2 separate regions of the Mus musculus genome follow, and region 2 is linked to region 1. A link is a contact called in public HiChIP or PLAC-seq data. All regions are on one chromosome and are shown on one strand. Each heading gives the region's core, a stretch centred on a gene start, on an enhancer-like site or on the middle of the called end of the contact. The rest is flanking DNA. Distances are from core to core; before and after follow the strand shown. Region 1 holds the start of St6galnac6 (ST6 (alpha-N-acetyl-neuraminyl-2,3-beta-galactosyl-1,3)-N-acetylgalactosaminide alpha-2,6-sialyltransferase 6). Region 2 overlaps Niban2 (niban apoptosis regulator 2).

Region 1 (6,562 bases), core at 1,777-4,276:
TGGTGGCCCACGCCTTTAATCCCAGTACTTGGGAGGCAGAAGCAGGTGGATTTCTGAGTTCTGGTCTACAGAGTGAGTTCCAGGACAGCCAGGGCTATACAGACACACACACACACACCAAAAAGAGGAAAAAAAAAAAGAAACATTTAAGCCCTTTTCCTTTGTATCTTTCTTTTTGTTACATTGTATTTGTACCTTTCTTTTGTTACATTATATTTGTATCTTTCTTTTGTTACATTGCATTTGTTTGTTTGCTCATTTGTTTAGTGGGAGGTGGTGACAATGCCACAGGTCAGAGGACAACTTCCAAGGGTGAATGCTCTCCTTCCTCCAAGTGGCTCCCAGGGATCAAACCCAGGTCGTCAGGCTTGGTGGCATGCACTTTTACCTGCTGAGCCAGCTCCCTTAAATTGTGATATTCTAATTTTGTGATAGGCTGATGTGTTTATATTATTTTAGTAAGTTATAGCACATATGAAGGCTATGAGCCTCTTGAACACAGTGTGCATGGATACTGTAATGTGCGGTCTCCCTGGTGCTTTTAAAACTTTAATCAGTGATACGGGCAATGGCTATCTCCTGCCCTTGGCAATGCCAAGTAGGTTTCTTTTTGGTTTGTTTTTGTCCTAGTTAGTGTTCTATTTCTGTGAAGGGACACCACAACCAAGGCAACTCTTAGAAAAGAAAGCATTGAATTGTGGGTTATAGTTTGTTTATAGTTATAGACGCTTAGTCCATTATCATCATGGTGGGGAGCATAGCGGCTGGCATGGTGTTGGAGCAGAAGCTGAGACCCACATCCTAATCTACAAGCAGGGGACAGGATGAAGGAGGGGGCGGGGTGAGAGCGGGAGGCGGGGCCTCGGAAAAGGAGCCGAAGAAAACCAGGGTTTCCATTTCATTTGGCTGTCTTTGAACTTGGTATTTAGCAGAAGATAGCCTTGACTCTACTACATCCACTCCCCTAGCCGTGTGCTGGGATCACAGGCGTGCCTCTGCCAGGCTACATTTGTTATTTTCACTCCTTGGGTCTCCAAGATTCACCAGCGTTCCTATAGCTTATCATTGCCCCTGCCGTGTAATAGTCCACAGTGTAAATATTCCTTAAAAAAACAAAAACAAGCCGGGCATGGTGGCACACACCTTTAATCCCAGCACTTGGGAGGCAGAGGCCGGTGAATTTCTGAGTTCAAGGCTAGCCTGGTCTGCAGAGTGAGTTCCAGAACAGCCAGGGCTACACAGAGAAACCCTGTCTCGAAAAACAAACAAACAAAAAACAAAAACAAAAACCCTTGCCAGGTGGTGATGACAAATGCCTTTAATCCCAGCACAGCAGAGGTGGATCTGAGTTTAAGGCCAGCCAGGTCTACAAATCGAGTCCCAAGACAGCTAAGGCTACCCAGAAGAACCTTTGTCTTGAAAACCAAATCAATCACTTGGGAGGCAGAGGCAGGCGGATTTCTGAGTTCAAGGCCAGCTTGGTCTACAGAGAGAGATCCAGGACAGCCAGGGCTACACAGAGAAACCCTATCTCGAAGAAAAAAAAGAAAGAAAGAAAGAAAGAAAGAAAGAAAGAAAGAAAGAAAGAAAGAAAACCAAATCAAACCAAACAAACAAACTTTCCATTCTCCTGTTAGTAGATATCTGGACTATTTCTACTCTTGTGTTTCAAACTGTCCAGCTGTGACCTTCACTGTGTACATCTGCAGGACCTAATAGGTACCTAGGGTGGGGAATGGAAAGTTTTACTATGATGTTTTCCTAAGTAATTACAAAACAGAACTCTTTAAACATGCTTTCTCTTCCTAAATCTCCCCATCACCCTCTCAGGCATGCACGTTAACCCTCGTTCCCAGCCTCTTAGAACACTATGGGTAGGCAGTCTTTGTTTATGTAACCAGCTTTCTAACAGGCTACATATGCACATCCCTGTGTCCATACATGCACATCCCTGGATGTCTGGAGGCCAAAGGTCAGCCTCCAATGTTCTTTCCTTGACCTGGGAGGCCCAGAAAGGGTAAGCTAGCTGGAGGGGTCTCCTGTTCTTCCCACCCCCAGAATGGGGATTACAAACACGTGACGTCGCTGGGCGGGGGTAGCACACGGCTTTAATCCCACCACTTGGGGAGGCAGAGGGATCTCTGTGAGTTCAATGCCAGCTTGGTCTAGAGAGCAAGTTTCAGGACAGCCAGGGCTACACCAAGAAACCCTGTTTCGAAAGACAGAAGCAGAACACGGCATCGAGTCTGACATATTGACTATCTCCCTAGCCCTCAGGTTGCATTTTTCTTTAATTTTTCATTTTATTTTATGTGTATGGATGTTTTGCTTCCACATGTCTGTGTACCACATATATGTGCAGTACCCATGGATGCCAGAAGAGGGCGACAGATCCTCCTAGGACTGTGCTGGGAGTGGACCCCAGGTCCTCTAGAAGAGTTGCCAGTATTTGTAACTGCTGAGCCATCCAGTTGGTTGGGTCCAGATTGCTTCCTTTTAGTCACATAAAATAGTGCAACGAATATTTGAGGGTAGGATGAAGAGAGTTGAGCCAAGATCTCTCCATGTACCCCTGGCCGGCCCGGTACTCACTATGTCTATCAGGCTGGCCTTGAACTTGCAACAGTCTTCCGCCCTCTTCTATCTCCTAAGTAGGGTGCAGGCCTCTAAGCTACCAGGCCCATCAAAAGCTACGTTTTCAAACGTTGCTCTCTCCATTTTCCGGAGATAAGGAGATGAAGTACCAAGCTGCCTAGGGGATGGTTACTGGGTCTCTACGAGGGGGAGTCCAGGTAATTAATAACCAGAGTTCGAACCCAGTGATCTCCGCGTTTCGGATTCCCCATCCGAGGTCCTGGTGTCCATTTGGAGAGAGAGAAATGGATGAGATTTGGGATGGGGCGCGGGGCACGAGGGTGCTGTGGGAGAGCGTCTCTCCTCTCTGGCACCTCCCTGGGGCGGGGCCATCCGCAGCCTGAGGCTCCGCCCTCTCGCTCGGCCCTAACGGGACTGCGAGCGCCGGCGCTAGGACCCGGCGGGCTGGAGCTGCGGCGGGGCCTGGGCGGCCAGAGCGGCGCGGACCCCGGTTCTCGGCTCCCGGCGCCATGTGACGGGGTGCGGGGGCCGCGGGGGGCCGGGCGCTCCCCGGCGGAGGTGAGCCGGTGCTGCGCGGGGGCGGGCAGCAGAGCGGGAGGGGGCTTGTGCTTGCGCCTCGGCAGTGGGGAGCCGCTGATAAGGGGGGAGCCCCAGGGCTCCCCGAGACCCACTCTGCTTGCTAACTGCACCCCGAGATCTAGCGGGATTCTTTGGGCCTCTCGTGTTGGAGATGGGGCGACCCTGCCGCGGCCCCGCACCCCTCCCCTGCAGAGCCGGGGTCAGGATAGGATGCTTGACCCTAGGGTGCAGCGGCAGAAGATGGGGAGCGGGGCTGAGCCTCTCACGAGGCACTCGGGGGTACCCTGCTCCCGTCACCTGGAGAAGCCCCAGAGCGAGCTCAGGGTGCGGCCCTCACCCTCAGCCCAGAGCTCAGCCTCCGCAGGTCCAGCCTTGGAGCTGAGTCTAGGCTTCTGGGCTGCCACCTCCCCAGCGGAGTCAGCAGCTCCCCACCAGGCCTGGCCACTCCGAGCCGAACTAGATGTCTGGCGCACGCACAGGCTACAAGGGGACCCTCCCGGGAGACCCTTTCAGGCTCCGCCCTGTAAACAAACACTACAAGATTCCCCCCTCCCCCGCTTGCTCCTGCTCCCTGCGAGGCGCGTTGCCTCTCTGATCCCTCAGTCTCCTCATCTGTGAAATGGGGAGCAAGAGCACCTACCAGGCGTTGCCTTGAAAAGTGTGTAGGCAGGCGATGCTTTGCGTAGCTCCGGAGCATGTTTCGTAATATAAGGGAAGTCCCCGGCTTGGGGTCAAGAGGGGGAGGATTGTTTCTGGGACAGGCTTGTGCAGGGGCGGGCATTGAACGGAGTAACCCGAAGGCTTAGGATTTCTGATATAGTACTTTCAAGCCTTCGGCTCTCCTTTTCACAAATGCATGCATCTTTCCAGTCGCCCCAGGAGTTACCAGTTCTTATTCCCATTTCACAGATGAGGAAACTGAGGCTCAGAGAGGTCACATGGCTTGCTCGAGGCCCCCCAGCCAGTAAGTGTGGACCCGACATTCGCACTGGCACCTGATACGCTGTTCTGACCATGGCGTTCTCAGAGCAGGACCGTGACGGGCCTGACCGGGGGAACCGTAGTCCTGGCTGAGGGCACTGCTCAGGCAAAGGTGGGAAAGTGGGGCGTGGGCCTGGGACCTGGAGTGCTCCAAGTGTCTGGAGCACGGGGCATGCGCAAGACAGGGTAGTAAGACGGTGGTCTGTCTGGGAGCTGTGGCCAGACCCAGGGGAGCTTTGAATGCTGGAGGTGTCAGGGTTAATGGGGGCGACTCTAGGATTCTGGCCTCCTGTCTTCTGACCTAACGGTTTGAGTCCACGGACAAGCCACGCCTCCCTTCCATTAAGCCTGTTTCCTGAACTGCCCGCTGGGGACAGACAGAAGTCTGGGGTCTCTGACTGAAGATACTGGGATGGCACAGGGGAACCATGAAGCCTGGGGATGGTAGTGGGAGCTGCCACGGGGTGGGGTCGTGCTTGGCAATGGGAGGAGCCAGGCCTGGCCAATCAGGAGCGGTGTGTGTGGCACTCTAGCCTGGAGGTTTCTAGCTATTCCTGGAGTAGGAGTAAACCGCAGCTAGGTCAGGGGGCGGAGATAGTGACCGGAGCCGAGAGGCTCCCCGGGGAGCGCGCGCTCTGATCTGGGGATCCCCTTTGAGGATCCAGCCTAGTTTTCTTCCTCTCTATGCCAGCCCTTTTTTGCGTTTTTGGGCTGTAGCTGCCAGAGGAAGTGGGCTGGATGCCCTCTTATGGCCTGCTTACAGGTTGGGGCTTGGAAGTGTAGAAGGGCCAGGCCCAGTGGTGGGAGGGAAGGGAGGGTTATAGAGTGAGGCACACAGCTGGGCGGGGCAGGAAGGCTTGCCCTTGACCCCAAGATCACATTGACCAATGACCGAATTCACTGAGCCCTGGGGTTCAAAGGCCTGTGAGGAGGGTGTCAGGACCTAGGAAACTTTTGGACCATCCCTGCTTGAAGTATGAGTGGGAACCAGGACAAAACAGAAACAGCCCTGAACCTTAAACTTGGGAGAGCTGTTGGGTAGAGGCGCGACCTGAGATCCAGCCGCATCCAGGGGAGGGCCTCCGGCCATAACCCTTTCTGGTGGCTTGCAGGTGTGACCCCACAACCCTGCCCCCCGGGCCACCTGCCGGACGCTGGCCTCTACCCTTCAGCAGACGCCGGAGAGAGATGAGTAGCAACAAAGTAAGTCCTTCGTTTCTCACCCCAGTTTGAGCTGCTCGCACAACCGTCTGTGAAACGGACTTCTTTTAACCTGCCCAGGCTTTGGCGTCTTCACGCCAGCCCACACAGGAGAGTGGGTACCCAGGAGGTCTGGGTTCAAACTCTGCTTCAGCCACTGAGTGCACTCTCGCCTCTCTCTGGGCCCAAGGTCCTCTTTGATATCCAAAAGCTTGGCTTATGTATCAGTGGGAAAGCATTGACTGTGAATGGTTCTGGGGAGTGCCGTGCAGGATAGGGATGGGGAAGTGAACAGGGGCCTTGGGGGAATGGCCATGTTCAAAATCAGAGTACCTGAATCCCCATCATGTATTTGTTCCTGTTTTCTTTCTTCCTTCCTTCCGTTGTTGTTGTTGTTTTGTTGGGCTTTTTTGTTTTGTTTTGTTTTTTTCGAGACAGGGTTTCTCTGTGTAGCCCTGGCTGTCCTGGAGCTCACTCTGTAGACCAGGCTGGCCTCGAACTCAGAAATCCGCCTGCCTCTGCCTCCCAAGTGCTGGGATTAAAGGCATGCACCACCATTGCCTGGCTGTTCCTATTTTCTGAGCACCTACTATGTGTTTGACCCCCCTACCCCCCAAACCTTTCCACAGGCTTCATGGCAGAGTGTGAGATGCTTGTGATAGCCTGAGTCTAGGAGGGCAGCACAGTCCTTTGGCAGGGATAGTTCAGTACAGAATTCTCAATGGCAGCAGGGCATGGAGCATCAGGAACTGGAATGATTAAGAAATGGTTGTGAGGCAGGCGGGCATGGTGTCTAGTACACAGAGTCCCAGCACTCCCGGAGGCTGAGATGGGTAGATCTCTGAACGTTCCTAGTCTACATAATGTATTTTAGGACAGCCAGGGCCAAGTGGAGAAACTTATCTCAAAAAGCAAACAACCAGAAGGAAATATGCAGCTCTCTAATTTGTCATGGTTAGACTTTAAAAAAAAAAACAAACTGTGTGTGATAGGTCAGGTAGATACCAGGCTGGTCTCACTGTGTAACCTAGGATGACCTAGAACTCCTGATTCTCCGGCCTCTACCTTCTGAGTGCTGGGACTTGAGCCCTTTCCTCCCGTGCCTAGTTTATGTAATGTTGGGACTCAAAACCAGGGCTTCCCGAATGCTAGTTGAGCGCTCTTAACAACTGAACACACCCCCAGCTCCTAGACTTGGTCTTTCTGA
Region 2 (7,174 bases), core at 2,826-5,325, 300 kb after region 1:
GTGGGTGGGGAAACTGAGGCAGGAGTGGAGCTTCATAACCCCCAGGGTGAGATCCATTTTTTTTAAAGATTTATTTATTTTATGTACATGAGTACACTGTTGCTGTCTTCAGACACACCAGAAGAGGGCATCGGATCCCCATTACAGATGGTTGTGAGCCACCATGTGGTTGTTAGGAATTGAACTCAGGTCCTCGGGAAGAGCAGTCAGTGCTCTTAACCGCTGAGCCACCTCTCCAGCCTCCAGCTTGAGGTTCTAATGGAGCTTTTTAGGATCAGGAGGCTCCTCTTCTGAGCCCTCTTGTTGTCTCAGTTTCCCCATCTGTAAACAGGGACGCGCAGGCAGGATCAAACTGAGCCTGCTGCCTGCTGGGCCCTGTTCTGGAGGCCACAGACCCACCCTTCTCTGTTGTGAAACCAGATAAGCAAACAGCTAGGAGAAGCAAGCTGTTGGGTTGCTGGACTGGGGCCGTAGCGCATTGTGGAATGTGTAGTGAACATGGACAGGTCTCTGGGTTTGACCCTGACTCATGAGCAGGGCTTGGTGGCACATACCTGAGGATCAGGAGTTCAAAGCCATCTTTTGCTTTGTTGAGAGTTAGAGGCCAACCTGGCTTCATGAGATCTTGTCTCGAACGAAGGAGAAAAAGAGGTTAATTTGGTAGATAAATTCGAGATGTGTGTTTGAATCACGAGTGAATGACTTCAGTGTTTGAAAGTGAGGAGGTTTCTGTACCCCAAGCCCTCCACCCCAAGGCCTGAGCCTGCTGCCTGTCCGTCGTCTTTCCTTTTCACAGATAGGAGTCCTTGTTCAGCCCATGAGACTGTTACCTTCCATCTGTCACAGGTTTGCCAGTTGCTCCCACCACGGCCTGGCATTTTTCTGTCCTGGGAGAATTGGTTTGTGCTGGTTAGTCCTGCACTGCATGGTTAGCTGGTGCTTGCTCACCTGCAGGGTATCCTAGGTGTGAGCACGCAGCCACACCTTTAGGGGCCCTGGCCCCACTCACCACACCCCAGTCTACCCAGGGGAAAAAGCAGTCTCGCCCACTTGGTGCTGGTTTGGTCACTGGTGAGGCTAACTCTCTCATAGGCCTGATGGGTGTGGTTTTCTGTGACGGCCACTCACCAGCTTCCTGTCAGGAATGGGTACCTACCTCATACAGGCAGCTCATGACCAAAGCCCTCGTCTGGAGTGCGAGAGAATAAGGTGACCAGCCCCGGTTTGTGTGAAAGGATATTTGTGCTTTGTGTGGACGGTTTTTCAGGCGGGACTTGCAGGCCTGATTCCCCAGGTTTCTGTGGCAACCTCACACTCTCATGCATCCTTCCCTTGCAGAGAAAACCGAGAAGATCCTCACAGAGTTCCTTCGCTTCTATGAGGACCAGTATGGTGTCTCCCTCTTCAATAGCATGCGCCATGAGATCGAGGGCACCGGGCCACCGCAGGCACAGCTGCTCTGGCGCAAGGTGAGAGGCATAGAGAGGGTCCAGCCTGGGCTCTGTACCCCTTCTGCTATGGGCCTTTGTCTTCTCTGGGCCTTAGTTTCCCTATGCTGCTGGTTTGGTCTCTAAGGGCCTTCATAGGTTGAGGATAACCACCCCACACTTGCTTCTTAGTCTCCACTACCAGTGCCACCCCTACCCCACTGCCAGTGTTACCTACCCTCACTGCCAGTGCTACCCCCCCACTGCCAGTGTCACCCCTCTCCCACTGCCAGTGCCACCCACCCCCACTGCCAGTGTCACCCCTCTCCCACTGCCAGTGCCACCTCTACCCCACTGCCAGTGCCACCCCTCCCTCACTACCAGTGTCACCCCTCCCTCACTGCCAGTGCCACCCACCCCCACTGCCAGTGCAACCTCTCCCCCAATCCCAGTGCAACCCCTCCCCCAATGCCAGTGCAACCTCTTCATTGTCACAGCTACATTCTGCAGTCTTGACAGCTCAGGCCACACACCTGTCAAGAGAGATGTGACAAAACCCTTGTCCTGCTTCCTCCCCTCCAGGGTGGAAGTGGCATGGTCCCTGCCTCACAGAGCCATCGACACTGTCCCAGGCCACGTGCTCTAGGTTCCCTCCTCGCAGGACTATGAGAGCAGATGCTCTCCCCAACCTCATCATTAATATAATAATAATTATCCTGTTATTAGCATTAGGCCTGGGTTTGCTGAGAACGCTGCCTGGATCTACCCTGGGGTGTCAGTGTGGCCTGGAGTGGGGATCCTTGTGACAGGCCTGGAGGTGACAGGGCTAGGGTGAGGTCAGGAAGGAAACAGTGGGTTTGGCTGCTGAGTTACCCAACTTAAGGCAGAGGGTAGGTAAGTGGCTGGAATTCTACCCTGGAGGCTCTGCAGGGAAGTTTTGCTGCTCACTGTGCTGGCGGCAGGGTCAGGTGCTAAGGCTGCGTGGTCTTTATAGCTCTACAAACCGCTCAAGGTGACAGCCAGCGATGGCTGTTTACAGGATAAGATAGGAGCTGGGAAGATGACTGGCTGATCCAGACACCAGAGTCTCAACTGGTCTGGAGAAGGCTGCTTCAGCAAGGCCCTGGGGGGTGGGGAGGGGTTGCCTGTGAGACGGGATTGACAGACAGAGGGAAGGGACTGACAGACAGAAGGAGTCTTTATGTACAAAAAGTTCCAAACTTAGCCCAGTGACTCTGGGGGCAGACAGAGCTGGCTTAGATTCCTAGCCTACGATCCTTTCTCCCCCATCTCAGCCTGCCCTGGGAGGAGAGAAAGGCTGGGCTGTTTGTCTCCGCTCCGGGTGTCATGACTGACTGTAGAGAAGGGGTGTTTGGATATGGCCGCTCTCAGGCCTGGCAGGTGTCCTCCTGCACCTGTAATTCAGCCCAGATGAGCAGGGCCTCGGCTACTTCTCCTATCTAGAATGAAGGTCACAGGCAAATCCAGTGTGGTGACACAGAGTAAGCACTAGGCCAAGGAGGGCTATATCCTAAAACCCTGTTTTAAAACAAGAACAAAGCCAAACAAAAACAAACAGTGCAGGCAGCCCGGTTCCCAAGAGCCCAGGGCGAGTGGGAGCTGGTGCTGTGTTAAGCATTTTCTGTGTTTGGCTTGTCATGCTCACAGGGCTGTGTGCTCATCCCGCCAAACAGGCTATGTAGGCAGATCAGTGGCCTGAAGGTGCTCATGGTCCCTGAGATCCTTGGTGTCTCATGAGCCTGACCACCACGTGAAGTCATGACACCGATAGAAGGGAAATCACATTAGTCACCAGAACGATCACAGTCATTTTCTAAAGAAACAATTATTGCCGTAATAAGAGCAAGTGGGTCTGGGTGAGGTGGCTGGCCTGTGATCCCAGCACTCAGGAGGCCGAGGCCAGAACAGCCCAAGTTCAAGGCCAGTCTGCTGTAAACTCACCTCACACCCCAGCAAGCAAAGCAATCAATAGTTGTTTTGTGATGAACAGTTTCTTTCAGTCTCTTGTCTACTCCTTGCTCTGAGGGTCACTGGGGAACAGAGGGGCTGGGGTTGGGGCTGAGGCTGGGGAGTCGCTTCTCTGGCACCTGTGAGGGGTGGCCAGGCTGGCCCTGAGTTGTGGCGTCTGAAATATTTTGTACCTTCTGCAGGCCTGCTCAAAACAGGACTCTGTCATTTGAAAAAAACCCAAAAAACAAAAACCAAAAAACAAAACCAATTTTCCCCTTTTGAGATAGGGTCTTGTGTAGCTCAGGCTAACCTCAAACTCCATTTGTAGTAGAGGATGTCCCTCTGCCTCTACCTCCCTCCTGAACCTGGGATTACAGGCTTCCTTGTAACACCTCAGTTTACCTTTGAAGAAAAATCTTCAAAATAAAATCTAAGGCAGCAGCCAGGCAGCCTGAGGAAGGTGGCTCAGGATCTGGGGGGGGGGGTATGCTGGGTGGAGGGGTGCAGAGTCTGTCTTCAGGGCTCAGGCATTGCCTCTGCAGTCCCTGTAAGGCTGTCCCCAGTCTCGGGGCCTTCCGGTTCACCAAACATGCCCAGCTGAGCTAGCGGGGCGGGGTCTTTCCAGGGTGTTAGGAAAACCCTGGCTGCTCTTTCTAGAAAAGACAGATTGGAGGGCTGGGTTTCAGAAGTCTAAATATAGACCACCAAGTGGGAGTCTCCGCTCTTGGGCAGAGCCCGTGTAGGGGGAGGGGAGCAGACCCTTTTTTTTTCCTGTAAATATTTTCTTCTGGAGAGGAAACTGGTCTTGGGTTCTATTGTTTGAGCACAATGGGCTCTCCTTTTAGGAGTGCAGCTTTCCCCTGAGGAGCAGCAGGGGGCAGCTAGGGAAAGGGGCCAGGGAAGAAGGCAGGAGGGGCCCCTGCATTCTGAGAGGCCTCAGAGCGGGCACGCAAAGTCACACTTTTCCCCCCATCGATACATATAGCACTCGTCCATTTTGTAACTGGTACCGTGCTTATCATAGAATAAACAGAACTTGCCCAGAATTGGCAATCTCTAGATTTTTCTGGCTCCCATAGTCCATTGCAGCTTTTGTCCCTCCCTTCCAGAAGCTTCCGTGATCCGTAGCTTCAGCTTCGGCCCCCACCCTTGGTGTAAATACATCCCACCTCCAATGTCCAGATCAGTCCGGAAGCTGGGAGTGCTGGAGTGCATCTCCTGCACTTGGCAGGTTCCTGGCGTGGCCACTCTTTGTCTGCTCGCAAGTGCTTTGCCTGGTGCCTACCTCCTTCTTGTCAGCTACTGTCCCTAGTTTACAGATGAGGGAACTAGCCGCTGCTGGCCCCCTCGTCTTTGTGGGGTTTCACAGGACTGTCCCAGTGTGTCTACAGCCCACACAGGTCTCCTCTCTGCCTGGATGCTGGCCTAGCATCTCTGCCTACCCAGACTCAGGAATGCCAGCTTGGCCAAGCTGGGAAGCTCTGGATACAAGTTCAAGTCTTCATTGCACTGAGGGGAAACTGAGGCCCAGAGCTGGCAGAGGCTTTCCCAGGCATTAGGACCATCCAGTGTGGCCTGTGGGTGTGGCCTCCAGCTAGGCGAAAGCCCTGGGTAACAGTGGCAGGTAGCTAGGGGAAGCAGCCTGCTGACCGCTTGGTTGCCTTCCCAGGACCCCTAGTCTGGCATGGCTCTGAATGAATGTCCAGACTGGGTTCCACTCTTACCCTATTTGAACCCTGAGTAAGCACCTCACTACCCTGAACCTCAGGCTTCCATCTGTGCAGTGGGTACAGTGCAGTCTTGCTTCGGAGTCCCAACGAGGTCAGGGATGTGGTGGTAGTGGTGGTGGTGGTAGTGGTGGTGGTGGTGGTGGTGGTGGTGGTGGTGGTGGTGGTGGTGGTGGTGTGTGTGTGTGTGTGTGTGTGTATGTGTGTGTGTTGCATGAGGAGTTATATAACCCAGGCACTGATGGCTGTGCTCCCACCTTGTTGGGACCGCCCCTGTTCCCTCCTGCCCACAGGTGCCCCTGGATGAACGCATCATCTTCTCCGGAAACCTTTTCCAGTACCAGGAAGACAATAAGAAGTGGAGAAACCGCTTCAGCCTGGTGCCCCATAACTATGGGCTGGTGCTATATGAGAACAAAGTGGTGAGTTCGGGGTGAGCCAGCCACCCTTCCCCACGCTCCTGGCAGCCGCTCACCCTCCTCCAGGCTTACATAGCTATTTTTTTTAAACTTTTGAAAAAAAATTAATTTATTTTATTTCATGTACATTGGTGTCTTGCCTGCATATGTGTCTATATGAGGGCATCAGATCCTCTGGAACTGGAGTTACAGACAGGTGTGAGCTGCCATGTGGGTGCTGGGAATTGAACCCAGGTCCTCTGGAAGAGAAGGTAGTGCTCTTAACCACTGAGACATCTCTCCAGCCCACTTACCTAGTTCTTACTTGGCGACCCTATTCCACCATCTGAGGCTCCGGACACCACGCCTTCCCCTTCATGCCTACCACGGGCCATCTCTCCATGGAAGTTCCAGGACCAAAGCAACCTTCCTGATCCTTCTGCATTTCTCCAAGTCTGCTTGGCCTCGGGCTCCCCTCTCAGTCATTTCATCCTGCGTCCCACTGTCTGTCCTCTCAGTCATTTCATCCTGTGTCCCTCTGTCCTCTTAAGCCCTCCTTGAGATCACCCTGCTCTCTGGTCACTGCCAAGCACTAAAAATCCCAGCATCACCACAGAGCCCACCCTCTGCCTGCCTCAGTCTCCTCCCACCTCTCCCAGACCCGGCTCCTTCTGCCAGTGCCGCGCAGTCTGGCCCTCTGTGCCATCTCTGGATGGGGTTCCTGAAATCTCCCCAATCCTCCATGCTCTGATGTGTCTGAGAAGAGATGGGGACTGACTGTGAGCCTTTGCTTTGGGCCCCTCCAGGAAGTCCCACCTGGTTATATTACAAACTTTATTTCATCGGCCAAACACTTGTCCAGCGCCGCCCTAAAGAGAGGCCTGTCTGACCTGTTTCAGAGCAGATCTGTCTGCCCCCAGTGAGCAGAGTACCCTCCCCGTTGTATCAAGGAGAGCTGCATGCTCGGAGTCTCCTTTGAAGCACTGTGATGCTCAGAGCCTAGACATTTGGAGCCAAGGCAGTGGTCAGAGACCTTGGGTTCTGGGGACAGTCCTGGTTCATGGCCAACATCTACTTCCTATCGATGTGAACTGGAAGGAGCCACCTCCTGAGAAACGAAGCATGCAGTGTCCCCAGCACAATGTAGACTCTGGTCACAGAGGTATTAGTGACAGCCATCAGTGTCACTAATAGGCAGCTGCCCCAGCATGGCTCCTTACATGCTAAGGCACTGCGCTGAACATTTTATGTGGCTGCTCCTTCTTCATCTAGTACCCACCTCCAAACCTTGAACTAGTAGCTGAGTAGCCCATGGGGCCAACTGGAAGCGAGGTTTGTGTTTGACAACATTCTGACCTTGAGGCCCCATTTCTCTTGCTCTCTTCAGGCCTATGAGCGGCAGATACCACCCCGGGCCGTCATCAACAGCGCGGGCTACAAGGTTCTCACCTCTGTCGACCAGTATCTGGAGCTGGTCGGCAATTCCCTGCCAGGTAAAGAACCAGTGGTCTCCAGCCATCCTGTCCTGTGTAGGCCTAAGGATCGGCCAGGGAAGGGGATGACCTGAGCCTGTGCTTGGGCGCCATTCTGCAGCACAGCCAGCGGGGCTTAGAATGTCTACACATCTCTTGAACAACCCGAGCCCCCAAAG

The links. HiChIP or PLAC-seq counts read pairs in DNA pulled down with a chosen protein or histone mark.
Region 2: an H3K4me3 HiChIP or PLAC-seq map of embryonic stem cells shows a contact between it and region 1, with 11 read pairs. The contact joins the enhancer-like site here to the promoter of St6galnac6 in region 1. A contact is called at or near these places in 2 of 39 promoter capture datasets (both in the 3T3-L1 cell line), 1 of 15 datasets of contacts at CTCF or cohesin (the NIH/3T3 cell line), 6 of 115 datasets of contacts at active chromatin or transcription factors (bone marrow-derived dendritic cells, effector CD8 T cells, embryonic stem cells and 2 more) and 2 of 9 other capture datasets (adipose tissue and liver).

The regions. Positions count from the first base shown.
Region 1 is chr2:32,603,959-32,610,520 of GRCm38.p6, forward strand. It overlaps St6galnac6 (ST6 (alpha-N-acetyl-neuraminyl-2,3-beta-galactosyl-1,3)-N-acetylgalactosaminide alpha-2,6-sialyltransferase 6), which reads left to right and starts at 3,027. Exons shown (of 7, transcript NM_016973.3): 1 at 3,027-3,153; 2 at 4,084-4,138; 3 at 5,268-5,358. The coding sequence starts at 4,113. It overlaps Gm52551 (a long non-coding RNA gene), which reads right to left and starts at 3,943. Exons shown (of 2, transcript XR_003954025.1): 1 at 3,815-3,943.
Region 2 is chr2:32,904,431-32,911,604 of GRCm38.p6, forward strand. It overlaps Niban2 (niban apoptosis regulator 2), which reads left to right. Exons shown (of 14, transcript NM_146119.2): 2 at 1,339-1,469; 3 at 5,419-5,547; 4 at 6,911-7,016. Among named protein-coding and RNA genes, the nearest start is that of Gm13523, 25 kb to the left of the region's middle. Within about 2 kb of position 4,076, at least 126 of the 459 cell types and tissues checked have an H3K27ac peak or open chromatin away from gene starts, as enhancers often do. A contact at or near this core is called in adipose tissue and embryonic stem cells, where this site is marked.